3 separate regions of the Mus musculus genome follow, and all the other regions are linked to region 3. The links are chromatin contacts, called in public ChIA-PET and HiChIP or PLAC-seq maps. All regions are on one chromosome and are shown on one strand. Each heading gives the region's core, a stretch centred on a gene start, on an enhancer-like site or on the middle of the called end of the contact. The rest is flanking DNA. Distances are from core to core; before and after follow the strand shown.

Region 1 (4,066 bases), core at 705-3,204, 140 kb before region 3:
GAAGAGTTTATGCCCTCAAAGACACCACACCCACACCCATGAGGCAGAAACAGCCTAGTGAAAGGCTGACTAGAGCTGGTTCAAGGCTGTGTGCTTTTTATAATCTCCCCAGAAGGGGTGGATTGGGGAAAAGCTATCTTAGCACTCAGGAGGCCAGCCTGGGCTACATAATGAGGTCAAGGCCAGCCTGGACTACCATAGTGAAACTGTCTCAAACAAATAAACATTTAACCCAACTAGGGGGAGAGATTTGTTCAGACTCCCTTAGGGTTTTTTTCTTTTCTTTTTTTTTTTTAAAGAACCATTTGTACTTTGCTCCTGTGAATGTGTGTGGTGCCTGTGGAGACCAGAGATCTCTTGAACGGCCTGTGAATAGTGAGAACTGAGCGCAGGTCCTCCGGTAGAGCAACAAGATCTGTTAACCACCAAGCCACCTCCCCAGCCTTTTGATTGGGGGGATGGTGTTCTGTTTTATTTTTTAACCCCCTTCCCTTTTTTTTTTTTTTTTTTTTTGGTCTAAGAAATATTTGGCTGGAGCACGCAACCCTGTTTGTGTTTGGCTAGCACTCACCGGCAATCTGCCCCATGCTCAGGACTGGGGTGGGATTCCACCTTCTCTAGAGTAAAGCTGTTTACAGAAGCATGCTTCATTTTACAGTGGGTTTGGACCAGGCTCCTAAGTGATGGGAGCCAGGGCTCACCACACTCTTGGAGCCTGGGGATGCTGGCAGGCACTGAGGGGTTCTTCCTGTGTGTCCCGGGCCCCTCTTTCTGGTGGCTGGTGTGTCATGGGTGGTTTTACAACCACAGGCCACTCCATTAACCCCCATGAGGAATGTGCCAGGAATCTACTCCTCCCACAGCTTAAAAACTAGGTCACCCAAACCAGGGGGAAGTGACGTTCAATTGTCACTCTTGACGGCGGCTGGGAGGCAGCCCTTATTCTAAGAAGTGAGAAGACATCTGAGACCTGGAGCCTCTTGCAAAGCCAAACCCCAGAGGAGGACACCTAGATCTGCTGAGGGTGGGGCAGATGCCACAGGGTCAGGGAATGGTAGGGAAGGCTCCTGATGTATTGGTCCTCCATGAGACCAAAGGTCATGTGAGAAAAGGCCACACAGACAAGGACAAAGACAAGATAAATCTCTGGAGTGCTACCAACTTTAAATAGACCAGCTCTGCTGGACTTATAAGCACGTGACTGCCAAAAAGGTTGGGGAATGTGAGCACGGATAGACACCACCAGGGCAGAGCCCAGGTCTTGCTCGGGGCTTCTCCCTGCAGCCCATCTGTCTGACCAGCAAACACAGACCCCATTTCTCTGTCGGTAGGACGGACTGTAACCTTATAGCTGTCGACTCTTGTCACCCAGACAAGAGCCCCATTCATGACATATCTCAAACCTGTATCCTCAGGGTTCGAAAGCCTTCCCCCTCCACCACCAAAGAAAACATGGCAAGGAGTGTCTCAGTGAGCAGCTCCTGAGAGGAGGTGAGCCACCAGATGGGGACCGCCACCTGGCCAGCCTGGGCACTGGTTGTCCAGCCAAGAGACTCCACGGCACGCTGCTCATGAGGGGGAAGGTGCTCGGTCACCCTCACCAAAGGCCATGGAGGCCCAGGACGTTCAATGACACCAAAAGGAAGATTCCTGACTCTCTGTCACCCCCCACCCCCAAAGGACAAAGTACAGATAAAAAGCAGGACCCCGAATCCCAGTAGATGACACCCCCTTCTCCCCAGGTCGCCAAATTCACTGCCTGACGGCGAAGATCCGGAAGGCGTTTCCGTTCTGAGGAGTGTTCAGGCTGCAAGAGAAGAGGGAGAAGGAAGTTAGAAGAGAAAGCTGTGGGCAAAGGAATGGCCGATAGGGCCAATGTGGTAAGGTCAGAGCCCACAGAAGTCACACCCAGCTGGACGAGCCCACATGTGCCGACAGGAAGCTGTGGTGTGAGCCCAGGCTGAGGTTGCGGAGCGACTCTCTGGGTTTTACTGACACCTGTCTCAGACATCTGGTTGACAGATGATTTAAGGGGTGGCTTGAAGGGAACACACACCCGAATGCTACCCAAATATGCCATCATGGGTCTGCTATCCTTTCCAGGCAGGGCTATTGTTACTGTCGGTACATACAGGGGAGGAATCAAGAGAGGCACACGGTTAATCAAAACCACATTCTTCCGATGGGAGACAAGTCCTTCAGGCCCTTGGTTGGTTTTTGAGATGGGCCTTATGCAGCCTAGGTTTATCTCCAACTCGTTATATAGATGAGATGACCCTGAACTCCTAATCCTGATGCCTTCCCCTCCCAAGTGCCACCACCCCCAGTTTATGCCATGCTGGGAATTGAACCCCAGGCTTCATGCATGCCCGGCCAGCTAGGCAAGCACTGTGCCACTGAACTACGTTCCTAGCTCTCAACCAGATGTTGAAAACACCGTTACAGAACTATACTGCCCTGTGAAACTCAGCCATGTCCTCTGGCCTCTACACCAGCACCTAGGTATACACACCCACGAAATGAGGAAGCATTAAAAGGGGTCCTTCCGGCTCCCCCCCTTCTGTGCTGGCACCTCTGCCTCTGTGAATTTGTCTGTTCTGGAAGACATGTGCTTTCCACCATCAGAGGTGTAAGCTTGGGAGGTGGATTGCTATCAACCTACATTCACCTTTTAAAGGCTTCTCAAGTGGCCACATTGTGTCTGTGCCTACCCACAATGCATTGAGCATTTCAGATGCTCTGCAGCCCCACTGACAGCTGTTGTCTTATGGCCGCTGTGCAGATACTCTGGGTACCCTGGCCTGAATCTGCATCTCCATTGCTTTGGTGTGCTGAGTGACTCTCCCTGGTCCAGAAGCTGTCCCTGGAGCATGGCTGGGCAGATGGATTTCCTGGTGTGGGCAGTTCTTTTTAACGTGGTAGTAGGGATGGAACCTAAGACCCTGTGCATGCCAGGCAAGCACTCTGCCACCGAGATACAGCCCAGTCTCATCTCCAAAGTCCCCAACTGGGTTACCGTAATGTTGAGTTGTAAGAGTTCACACACAGGCCACGTTCCCATTTGCAGGCACACACATGCTCACACACACACACACACACACACACACACACACACACACGAGCTATGAAATCCTTTAGTACATACACAATTTGGAAAACTGTTCTCCCATTCTGTAGCTAGACTTCCGGCCTCTCTTCCTCCCTTCCAAACCTGAACCCTACCTCTCTTTATTACTCTCCTTCCTTCCTTTGAGAGGAAGTTTATCTTCTCACAGGTCTAGGGCCTGGTCACAGAGGTCTCCTGTAAGGCCACTCTCTTGTCTACAGACAGCCAGGATTTTGTTGTTACAGAAAATAACAGCTGTAGCCCTGGCTGGCCCGGAACTCTTTCTGTAGACCAGGAGAGCCTACAACTCAGAGATCTGCCTGCCTCTGCCCCCAGAGTGCTGAGATCAAAGGCGAGCAACAACGCCCAGCTCCTAGCCAGGCCTCTTGCTGGTGGCCACACAACCTGCTCTCCGAGCTTACTTACTTGGTTCTACTTTTCTGTCGTCTCTTAAAACTTATTTTTATTTCATGTGTGTTCCCAAGTGTTTGCATGCACACTATGTGTACGCATGCCCAGGAGGACAGAAGAGGGATTCGGAACCCCCAGAGCTAAGTTACAGGCACTTGTGACACCCGGTCTTCTGCAAGAGTGCTGAAGGCCCTTAACCACGGAGCCATCTCTCCGTCCCTCTTCTCTTCGTTTTCTTAATGGTGTCTTTTAAAATACAAAGGTTTAAAATGACCTAATTTATCATTTTCTCCACAATTATGCTTTTGGTGTTATATTGAACAAGGCAATAGCTCGTTCACAATCGCACACACTCATGCTTACCTTCCTCTAAGAGTTTTTAGGGTTTAGGCCTGCCAGTCACTCGAGTGTGCTCTCAGATGTGCTAGGTACTCTGGCCCAGCTTCACAGTCTCACGTGACAACTGTCATCTGGGAGCCTGTCCTTACACCAGAATTAAAAGGAAAAATAAAGGCCAGGGACGTGACTCAGTGGGCAAAAAGTTCAGTG
Region 2 (4,513 bases), core at 1,542-4,041, 210 kb before region 3:
AGCAGCCCCACAAAGAAGAAAGATGTTGCCGCCTACAGTCTCGCTTTTCCATGCCAGCAGTGAAGCTCAGTGAAGGTCTGGAAGCTGGGGAGGGGCTGGAAACCAGGAAGGTCGGCTATAAGTTCCCTGCCTGCCCGGGGATGCAGGTTGGATTAGGAGGGAGGGAGGAGAGCTGGGGCTTCTCATCCTCTGCCATTGGGGGTGTGGGGGAAGCATCCTTGCTCAAAAGCACACTAGGTTTGAACAGGACAGGGCAGGCAACTTCCGAGAAGGTGGCCGCATGGGAAAGGTAGCACTGCATAGTAAGAAAGACACCGAGTGAGAGGATGAGGGGCAGAACTCACAGGGACACAAGGACGAGTCCCACCAGGCTTCTTCAGGAAGTGCCAACGACCCAGGGCTAACAAGGAATACAGCCCTCTCGCTTGACAGGCTAGATGCATTACTGCCAGGACGATAACTGGATTCTGAGATCCCACACTGCACGCTGCCACTGCGACAATCCTGTTGGACACTCTGCAGGGTACACCCACACTGGCTGTCTTCTCCTTCAACATCAGTGGCACAGCCACGAGTCCAGGGCAGCACAGAAAGTCCTCACCAAGAGTAGGACCCAGGGGCAGTAAGCTGTGCCAGGAGCCCCCAGGACTCCTGTGTCACAGAAAACTAGATGAGTCCCAGCACCACGGACTGTTGACAGGATGTGTGACAGGATGAACTGCCCCAAGGTTGAGTGCTACTCTCTCAGGGTGGGAGAACGGATGCTTCTAGAGCCGCTGGGACAATAGGAGCTTCAGTCTTCACCGGGAGCAACAATGCATGCTGCAGGCTCCCGGGAGGAGCCCCACTCCCAGTCAGCTCCCTGAATATCATGGCCCTTCCTGGTTGACACAGAAGGTCACCGTGATTTCCTGCATTGTGCCAGGCGTCCCCCCATCCCCTTCCTTCCCTGTACCAACACCACTGACCCAGAGCCTTCACCACTGATTGCCCAAGAGTCAGAGCCACAGATAGCGATAAGCAACACAAAACTGGCCTCTGCCTCTCCACGAAGGAGACAGTTAGAGAATGTTTGTGCCTGCCTGCCGCATTCCACTTGATCAAATACCTCCACAGGAGTCGGGCAGAGCAACTCAAAGAAAAGAGCAAGAACGGCCAGGCAAGTAGCCAGAGCCACACCCTAATCTTTTGGGGGAGGCATCTATGTGGCAGAGGAGGAGATGCACTGACACTACCTGCTCCACACTGGGGCTGGGTCCTGAGTAGTGACAGCAGGCAGGGTTCAGCAAGGCCTGAGTCTGACAGACCACGCCTGGCCTTCCTGCCCCAACGGTCTCATTTTCTATAAGCTTTTCCTGGAGTGATTCACCCCAGTTTGATGCCTCTTGCTGGAGTATACTGAATTTAGACAGCTTGCAGGGACTCTAGCAGATCCGAGCATAGAAGACATTATGGACAGGTTTTGCCCTTTCACCCTTGCTAAAAACCGTTACATCCCTAAAGCCAGCCTTCAAGGTCTATTTGATTATTTTGTCACTGAGTCATTCCTGACACCAAGGTCCAACAATCAAAATTCATGATTCGGCAGATATGTCCAAATCAGGATTTACCAACTCACCCCAGCATGGCCTGCCCTTTCCTCTTAAAACCTCCACCCCAGGAGTGGTGTTTGTTTGTTTGTTTTGTTTGTTTGTTTTGCTCTTGCTTTCTTGTTTGCTTGTGTTTGTTGCTTCTGCTGCTGCCTTTGCAGCCCAGCCTCCTGCCCCTCTGGAGTAATAAATCTCCTTGCTAAGAATTTGGTGTCCTGTACCGATTCTGGGGGTGGAGGGCAGACTTTGCTTTTACAGCTTCCTAAAATGCCATACAAGATCCTTCAGACAGCTTGACACAAGAGATTAAATAAACTTTGTGGGTTAGAATCCCTGAAACACGGTGTGGAGGAGAGGAGGCTGCTGATCAGACTAGACTGCTCAGTCATACCAGGAGCTAGAAAAGACACACACACACACACACACACACACACACACACACACGAGAGGTTGGGTTGGGGGGGACGACACCAGAGTCACACGACACAGAGGGAAAGACACAATATAAGACATGAATGGAGATGTTAATTCTGAGACTCAGAAATGACACACACACACACACACACACACACACACACACACACACACACACAGAGAGAGAGAGAGAGAGAGAGAGAGAGAGAGAGAGAGAGTTAGAAACACACACACACAAATGGAGACAGAGAGCACACCAGTACTTGGTATCTGAGATACTATTGAATTATGGATTTTTGGAGGGAGAGGTCTCACTACATGTCTTGAACTCAAGCATTTTAGTGTTCCTGATATCTCAGCCTCTTCAGTTGCTGAAACTACAGCTGTGTACCAGCACTTTAAATTTCCCTTATTAAACATTTCAAAGATTTTATGTCACTCAGTGTAGAAACCCTAAACAGTCATAGTTCTTTACGTTTTTGAATCTGCATTTGAATGGAAGAGTGGGTTGAAGGAAACCCTCATGCATCCTTTCCAGGACTGTGTGATGTGGGCACTCCTCTGCATGCTGCGTAAACCGATCACCAGTTTCCCAAGAGTCAAAGCCAGCTGCAACCAGTGCTGCTTGCAGTCCTGTCAGGGCAGCCCAGCTGGGCTTTTCTAGCAGGGGCAAGGGCTTCTCAGTTATAAAGGGATTCTTGGTTATTAAACGTCATGGCAACTAACACTGTGCTCTCACAATGCTCCAGGCACTAAGCCACACTGGCCAGGTCCACTGCTATGTCAGTCTGTGAGTGTAGAGTCCTTAAGGCTTAGAAAGCTACACAGCTGCCTGGGGCCAAAGAGCTACTGCAGAAGTCCAAATAGAGCCGGCAGCGGCTGCGTCCACAGCCTTGCTATGCTGGATTGTGGATGTCACTACAGCTAGATAGACTTTGTATTCCTCCAAGGCATACATCCATCTTGTTACAAGCTTGGTCCACAGGCTGACAATATGGAAGGGGTTGGGAATGATCCAGAGGCAGACATAACGAGAGGTACTCAGGTCATCAGGACTCTGTTCATCCTATCCTAAAGGCTAAAAATGAGACCGTTCCCTTTTCATAGGCTTTGCCATGGTATGGTCCTCTCACTTAAACCTGTGTCCTCTTTAATCCAGCTACTTTTGGTATTGAGCTTCCTTAGTGAAAGCTGATGAACACAAACAAGGACCCGTCCATCAGCCACAGCACTCGGATGGGCTGGTGGCCACAGTCTGAGAAACACTAACAGGAAAGACAGTTCCTGCTCTGGACTGGCAGTCGACTCTGGTTGATACAGAGCAGGCCTGTTCTACGGCTGCTGCCTTGATGTCACTTCCCTTCCTTTCCATAAGTGGGAGGATCCTGGGTGTTACTCCGAAGAGATCAGGTCATTTGTTTGACAACAATTGATTAGGTCCTTGCTGGCCCCAGGGATGCGAAGGTAAATGGGAAATGGACTCAGAGACATTCCAGAAGTATCTTAGCTCCTGACAAATGCCACAATTCTAGATGCAGATGCTAATGGCAACACAGAAGTGGAGCTTGATTTTGCCTGGGGAATCTTAAGAGCCTTGTTTCCCTAGTGCTGGGGAAGATGGCTTAGTGGCTAAAGCATTTGCCTTACAAGCAGAGAGACTCAGTTCAAAGCAGGAGGACCTCAGAACCTATGAAAAGCCATGAGAAGTGGTATGCAATTAAAATCTCAGTGTTTACACTCAGAAAATCTCAGTGTTTCTACGGCAAGATGGGAGGTGGAGAGGGAAGACTCCCTGGGAGCTCATGGGCCAGCTAACCTGGCATGTACACTGCCTAACAACAAACCATCTCAACAGAGTGGAAGGTGAAGATTGACACCTAAGGCTGTCCTCTGACCTCAGAGAAGAGAGGGAGGGAGGGAGGGAGGGAGGGAGGGAGGGAGAGAGAGAGGGAGAGAGAGAGAGAGAGAGAGAGAGAGTTAGTTAGTTAGTTCAGAGTCAAATCTGGTAGAAGCCCAAGCATGCCAGACACAAGAAGATATTTAAGACAACAAAAGCAGATAGCATAAAGTGGCAAGAAGATCGAGTGGACTGATGTTCCCTATATCGCTAATGCAGACTTACTCAGACTTAGCTGGAAAACTGGGAGGGATAAAGAACACTGGAAGCCTAGCAAAGCTTCAGCTTACATTTGCAAGTATTTCCCCAAACTGTACATGTCAGCGTGTATATAACTGACAACTGTTTTAACCATAATAAAATCAGCTTGGAACTCCCTTACAGGCAGTCACATACAACAGGAGGTAAACCCGCTCGGTCCCCAGCCTTCTCTTACTTTGGAACATAAACACGTTCTTCAGAATCATGGAGGCGAAGAGTCCGCGTGTGACACTGGCTAGTGAATGGGGAAGAAGGCTCCCTCCAACCCAGCACTCAGGACACCTAACCAGTGCGAGGACCACTCTGTGTGCACAGACGCAGCCCCTCTGCTGCCTACAGCAGAGCTCTAGTT
Region 3 (4,734 bases), core at 1,732-4,231:
CCCTAAACTCAGAGTCTTTCCAAGTTCACAGTCGCCCTCAATTCACAAAACAGGAGTCAAACAAACCCAAAACATGGAAATGAAAGAGTTAACTTGTAACCTCTGAAAGTCCACTGAAAATTGACCCTTAACTGTAAACCTGTGACAGTTACTTCAACAAAGCCCTAGAGGACATTTAGGCTCCTCCCTAAAACCTGAGAGGCTGAGGCAGGAAAACTCAAGTCTAAAGCACACCTGGGCTACATTGTAACCCTGTCTCCAAAAACAAATCAAAACAAAAACCACCCACTTCGAACATCATGGAGGCTAGCCCTAGGTAACCTGCTAGTATCTGACTGAATGAACTAATTGTTAAAATACTTAGGACTCAAAACAGACTCAAAACAGTGAACTCCTGTTTCTCCTCCTCCTCCCCTTCCCCCTCCCTCCTTCCATCTCCCCCTTTTTCTCCGTGAAGGGGAGAGAACTGCACCGTGCTCTGTACTTAGGGATGACCTTGGATTCCTGATCCTGCCTCCACCTCCCGCATGCAGGGGGTACCGGTGTGCTCCACCTTACACAGCTATTTCACTCGTCTTTTCAAAATAAAACAGGACTAAAACTACCATCACCTCTTCTCCCTTCTACCACTAGCTGACCCAAGGCACTGCTAACATTTGTTTGGTTTCTCCGGTCAGGCTCCATGCAATGCCAGGACAATGGACCCCAAGGAAATCACTCACCACCACTTCCACCAACTGGATATTGTTGCTGGTGCTTGAGAAAGTGAATTCTGCTTAAGCATGCTTTCTTTGCCCCAAAATCATACACACACACACACACAGAGAATTGACATTACAGCTCAGTTCAGAATGAGCAGTACAGACTAATTCCAAAAATAAAACAAGGTAGTCAACTAGAGGTTTTTGGTGTTTTTCGAGACAGGGTTTCTCTGTGTAGCCCTGGCTGTTCTAGAACTCACTCTGTAGACCAGGCTGGCCTCAAATTCAGAGATCTGCTTGCCTCTGCCTCCCTAGTGCTGGGACTACAGGTGTTTTTGAATTGAGCAAGGCTATGAAGGGCTGATGGCTCCAAGGTTTAAGATAGTTGCTCTTGCAGAAAACTGGGGTTCCATTTCTACCAGGACTCAGAGGCTAAGAACCATTCTAATTCCAGTTCCAGGAGATCCAACACCCTCTTCTCGCTTCAATGGGCACCAGGAACATACATATATGCAAGCAAAGCATTCATTCACATAAAATAAAATAAAATAAAAATGCCTAAATAGAACCAGATGTGGTGGTGGTGAATATTCCGAATCGCCAGGGCCTCTGGTGACAGAGGTAGGCAGTTGCCTTAATCGCAAGCCAACCACAGCTGCATAATGAAGACCTGTCTAAAACTTAAAAAAAAAAAAAAACCACTTGTCAAAATATTATTCAACAAATACGAATCGTCTGCCTATTGAAAAAAAAAAAAGCACACCAAATACAAAAGCATTTACAGATGAGGGGAAAGGTCAAACAGGCAAAGTTCAGATTTGATCTATGAAACACCACATACTTAAGAGAACGGAAGTTTCTCCTAGGATCTAACCTTTTATTAAAAACAGTTTCGAGGTTTAAATCCCATATTGCAACAGTTACTAAAACCTTTCAAAAGCACATGGTGGCTCTTGCCTGCAACGCACCAGGCTGAGATAGGGAAAAAAAAAAACTTAAGTTAGAGGCGATCGTGGACCAAGAGAAAGATCAAATAAAAAGACGATCGTTCTTCAAAGGTGGCCTCACCAGACCGACCTCACCTGCCTTGTACATACATCCACCTACCATCCTCAAAAAGGCAATTTTACTTCTTAGTTTCCCGAGAGTCGCAGCCCGGAGAAGCGGCACCACGTGCTGACTTCTCACTCGTCCTAAGTGCATCTTAGGAGAGGGGCTGCAGGAGCAGCTCCGGGCACAGAAAACACAGCAGGCAATCCGGCCTGCCGGGCCCCGACCCAGCCCGGGCTCGGACACCGTGCAAAAGGTGTCAGTCTCGGGCAAACCGGAGTATGCCGCCCCGGCGCTTCCCGGTTTTCTTTGCAATAGAATTCCCGAGGCCAGGGGCCAGGTCCCCGGCGGCGCTGGGCCAGAGCGTCGCCCGGGACTCGGCGGCTGCGGGCCGGGCACGCGGAGGCCTTCCCTGCGGCCTCGGGCGTTCTCGGGGCGGCTCGGACACTCTCGGGGCGGCTCGGGCGCTCTCGGGGAGATTCGGGCGGCCTCCGAAGCCGGGGAAGCGCGGCACTGAGGGGCGCGGCGCGGGCCTAGGCCGGCAGCGTGCCGGCGCCTCCCCCACCGCTCGCCCGCCGCGCACCTCGCGATCGTCGCCCCGAGGCCGTCCCGTGGCCCAGACCTCCCAGCCCAGACACGGCCCGCGCTACCTGTGGGTTGTGGAGGGCCATGGCGGCCCGTCTCAATGAGGTTCGGTGCTGCTCCGGCTTCTCACGCCGCGTCTCCCGTCGCCGCCATCTTCTCGCCGCACAGACACACTCGCAGCGGCCGCCGCGCCTGCGCACTGACTGCGCCGCGGGAGAGCCAGGCGGCGTTCTGCGCCTGCGCGCGACAGGTGGGCGTGCGCCCCGGGCCGGCGACCCTTCTGTCCCCAGCGCGCCGAGGGCGGCTGCTCCAGGCGAGGGCGTGAGGATGGAGCTGGCCAGGCACCCTGGGGCTGCAAGGTGGAGTTCCGGAGTGGTTACTGCGCTGGGTCCGCCTGAGCTCCGCCCTGGGATCTCCGCTGGAGATCTCCAAGGATCCCTTACCCTATGGAGCGCGCTCTTCTGACCGTTCGTTCATTCATTCATTCCTTCACTCTTCATTCTCTTCACTAGCTTGTTTTACCTGGCATTGGGGAAAAAAAGATTTTTTTTTTCTTTGTAAAACATAAAAGTAAACGTTGAAGGAGCTAGTGAGATGACTCAGCGGGTAACGGAGCCCTGCCTCCTGTACCCTTGAGGACCAAATGAGTTCCATTCTCTGGATCCACATGACGCCAGGGGAAAACCAACTACAGACTGTCTTCTGACATACAAAGGGGCACACGCAAAATAAACAATTTTAGAAAGAACTCGTTAATCCAGGAATTGTACTCCTGTGAGCTCAGTATATAGACTGCAGAGGTAGGACGATCATCTATGAATTGCAGACCAGTCTACATAGCAAGTTCCAGGTCACACACAGCTACGTAAGGTAGCTCTGTCTCGGGGTGGGGGGTGGATAGTCATGTTGATGACTTAGCACATTCTGCAAAGGGTAGAGACTCAGTAGGTGTTAGTTATTGCACACACGCAAGTGTATACACACGGGAAAGTTCTTGACTCAGCCATATAGGCAATAATAATAATAAAAACAAACAAAAAACCTTACTAAACCTCCTACTCCCAGCTGTAGACCAGGCCGGCCTTGAGTTCTGAGATCTGCCTATCTCTGCTTCCAGCGTGCAGGGATTAGGGATTAAAGGTGTACACCACTGCCGGGCCAGGAAAGAATTTTATGACAAGCCCCTGTGGGGCAAAGTTGGCAAGTTTATTAAGTAGAGGTGAGAGAGGGTACACGGGTAGGACTGAGTTTAGGATCTAGAGACAAGAAGGAAAAGGATAATGTTCAAGTGTGGGCACAGCTGCTCCAGAGAGTTGCCCTCAGGTGTCTTGGTTTTGTTTTTCTTTGCTGTGCTACACATGTAGCAAAAATTGGCTTCAAACTTTCTTTTCTTTTTTTTTTTTTTTTTTTTTTGGTTTTTCAAGACAGGGTTTCTCTGTGTAGCCCTGGCTGTCCTGGAACTCACTTTGTAGACCAGGCTGGCCTAAAACTAAGAAATGCACCTGCCTCTGCCTCCCAAATGCTGGGATTAAAGGTGGGCACCACCATGCGCACTGGCTTCAAACTTACTTTCTCTCTTTCTCTTCCTTCCTTCCTTCCTTCCTTCCTTCCTTCCTTCCTTCCTTCCTTCCTTCCTTTCTTTCTTTCTTTCTTTCTTTCTTTCTTTCTTTCTTTCTTTCTTTCTTTCTTTCTTTCGTTTTTCAAGACAGGGTTTCCCTGTAAAGCCCCAGCTGTCCTGAAACTCACTTGGCAGACTAGGCTGGTCTCGAACTCAGAAATCTGCCTGCCTCTGCCTCCCAAGGGCTGGGATTAAAGGCGTGCGCCCCATGCACATTGGCTTCAAACTTTCTAGCAGCCAAGGATGAACTGAAACTCCTGTATCTCCCGCCCCTACTTCCCTAGTACAGGGCTACGCTTCATACTCCGAACTCTGGCTCCACAAAGCAAACAAAGCAAAGCAAAGCAAAACTCTACGAGTTGGTTCAATGGTTTCTTTCTCCTGAGAATTTTCTTTTGGCCCTCTTGATTGCACACACCTTTAATCTCAGATGGCTGAAACAGAGGCAGGCAGGTCTCTGATAAAATCCAGACCAGAGACAGGCGTGGTTATGCACGCCTTTAATCCCAGCACTCGGGAGGCAGAGGCAGGCAGATTTCTGAGTTCGAGGCCAGCCTGGTCTACAAAGTGAGGTCCAGGACAGCCAGGGCTACACAGAGAAACCCTGTCTCAAGAAAAAAAAAATCCAGACCAGAATGGCTCAGATATCAAGACTCAAGACTTTTTGTTTCAGAAAATGATAATTTCCTTTGGTAAATAAAACCAAGTCAGGTGGTTTTATCAAGTTGGTTGTTCAGGTCAGGATATTGGGCCAGGTGCGGTGGCACACACCTTTAATTT

Evidence for each region. ChIA-PET counts read pairs in DNA pulled down with a chosen protein or histone mark. HiChIP or PLAC-seq counts read pairs in DNA pulled down with a chosen protein or histone mark.
Region 1: a contact with region 3 is called in an RNA polymerase II ChIA-PET map of memory CD8 T cells, with 50 read pairs. The contact joins the enhancer-like site here to the promoter of Usp10 in region 3. A contact is called at or near these places in 5 of 39 promoter capture datasets (the HPC-7 cell line, cranial neural crest, frontonasal cranial neural crest and 2 more), 4 of 115 datasets of contacts at active chromatin or transcription factors (bone marrow-derived macrophages, forebrain, memory CD8 T cells and 1 more) and 2 of 9 other capture datasets (adipose tissue and pancreatic islet).
Region 2: an H3K4me3 HiChIP or PLAC-seq map of bone marrow-derived macrophages shows a contact between it and region 3, with 2.0 times the contacts expected there. The contact joins the enhancer-like site here to the promoter of Usp10 in region 3. A contact is called at or near these places in 6 of 39 promoter capture datasets (the 3T3-L1 cell line, 3T3-L1-derived adipocytes, the SN4741 cell line and 3 more), 3 of 484 Hi-C or Micro-C datasets (embryonic stem cells and natural killer cells), 5 of 115 datasets of contacts at active chromatin or transcription factors (T-cell acute lymphoblastic leukemia, bone marrow-derived macrophages, memory CD8 T cells and 2 more) and 2 of 9 other capture datasets (adipose tissue and liver).

Annotation. Positions count from the first base shown.
Region 1 is chr8:120,048,024-120,052,089 of GRCm38.p6, reverse strand. It overlaps Crispld2 (cysteine-rich secretory protein LCCL domain containing 2), which reads right to left. Exons shown (of 15, transcript NM_001310635.1): 15 at 1-1,807. The coding sequence ends at 1,753. Among named protein-coding and RNA genes, the nearest start is that of Zdhhc7, 51 kb to the left of the region's middle. Within about 2 kb of position 1,954, at least 90 of the 459 cell types and tissues checked have an H3K27ac peak or open chromatin away from gene starts, as enhancers often do. A contact at or near this core is called in the HPC-7 cell line, bone marrow-derived macrophages and memory CD8 T cells, where this site is marked.
Region 2 is chr8:120,123,274-120,127,786 of GRCm38.p6, reverse strand. The region is part of intron 1 of 6430548M08Rik (RIKEN cDNA 6430548M08 gene); the gene reads right to left. Among named protein-coding and RNA genes, the nearest start is that of 6430548M08Rik, 11 kb to the right of the region's middle. Within about 2 kb of position 2,791, at least 44 of the 459 cell types and tissues checked have an H3K27ac peak or open chromatin away from gene starts, as enhancers often do. A contact at or near this core is called in bone marrow-derived macrophages and neural stem cells, where this site is marked.
Region 3 is chr8:119,908,607-119,913,340 of GRCm38.p6, reverse strand. Usp10 (ubiquitin specific peptidase 10) reads right to left here and starts at 2,981. Exons shown (of 14, transcript NM_009462.2): 1 at 2,402-2,981. The coding sequence starts at 2,422.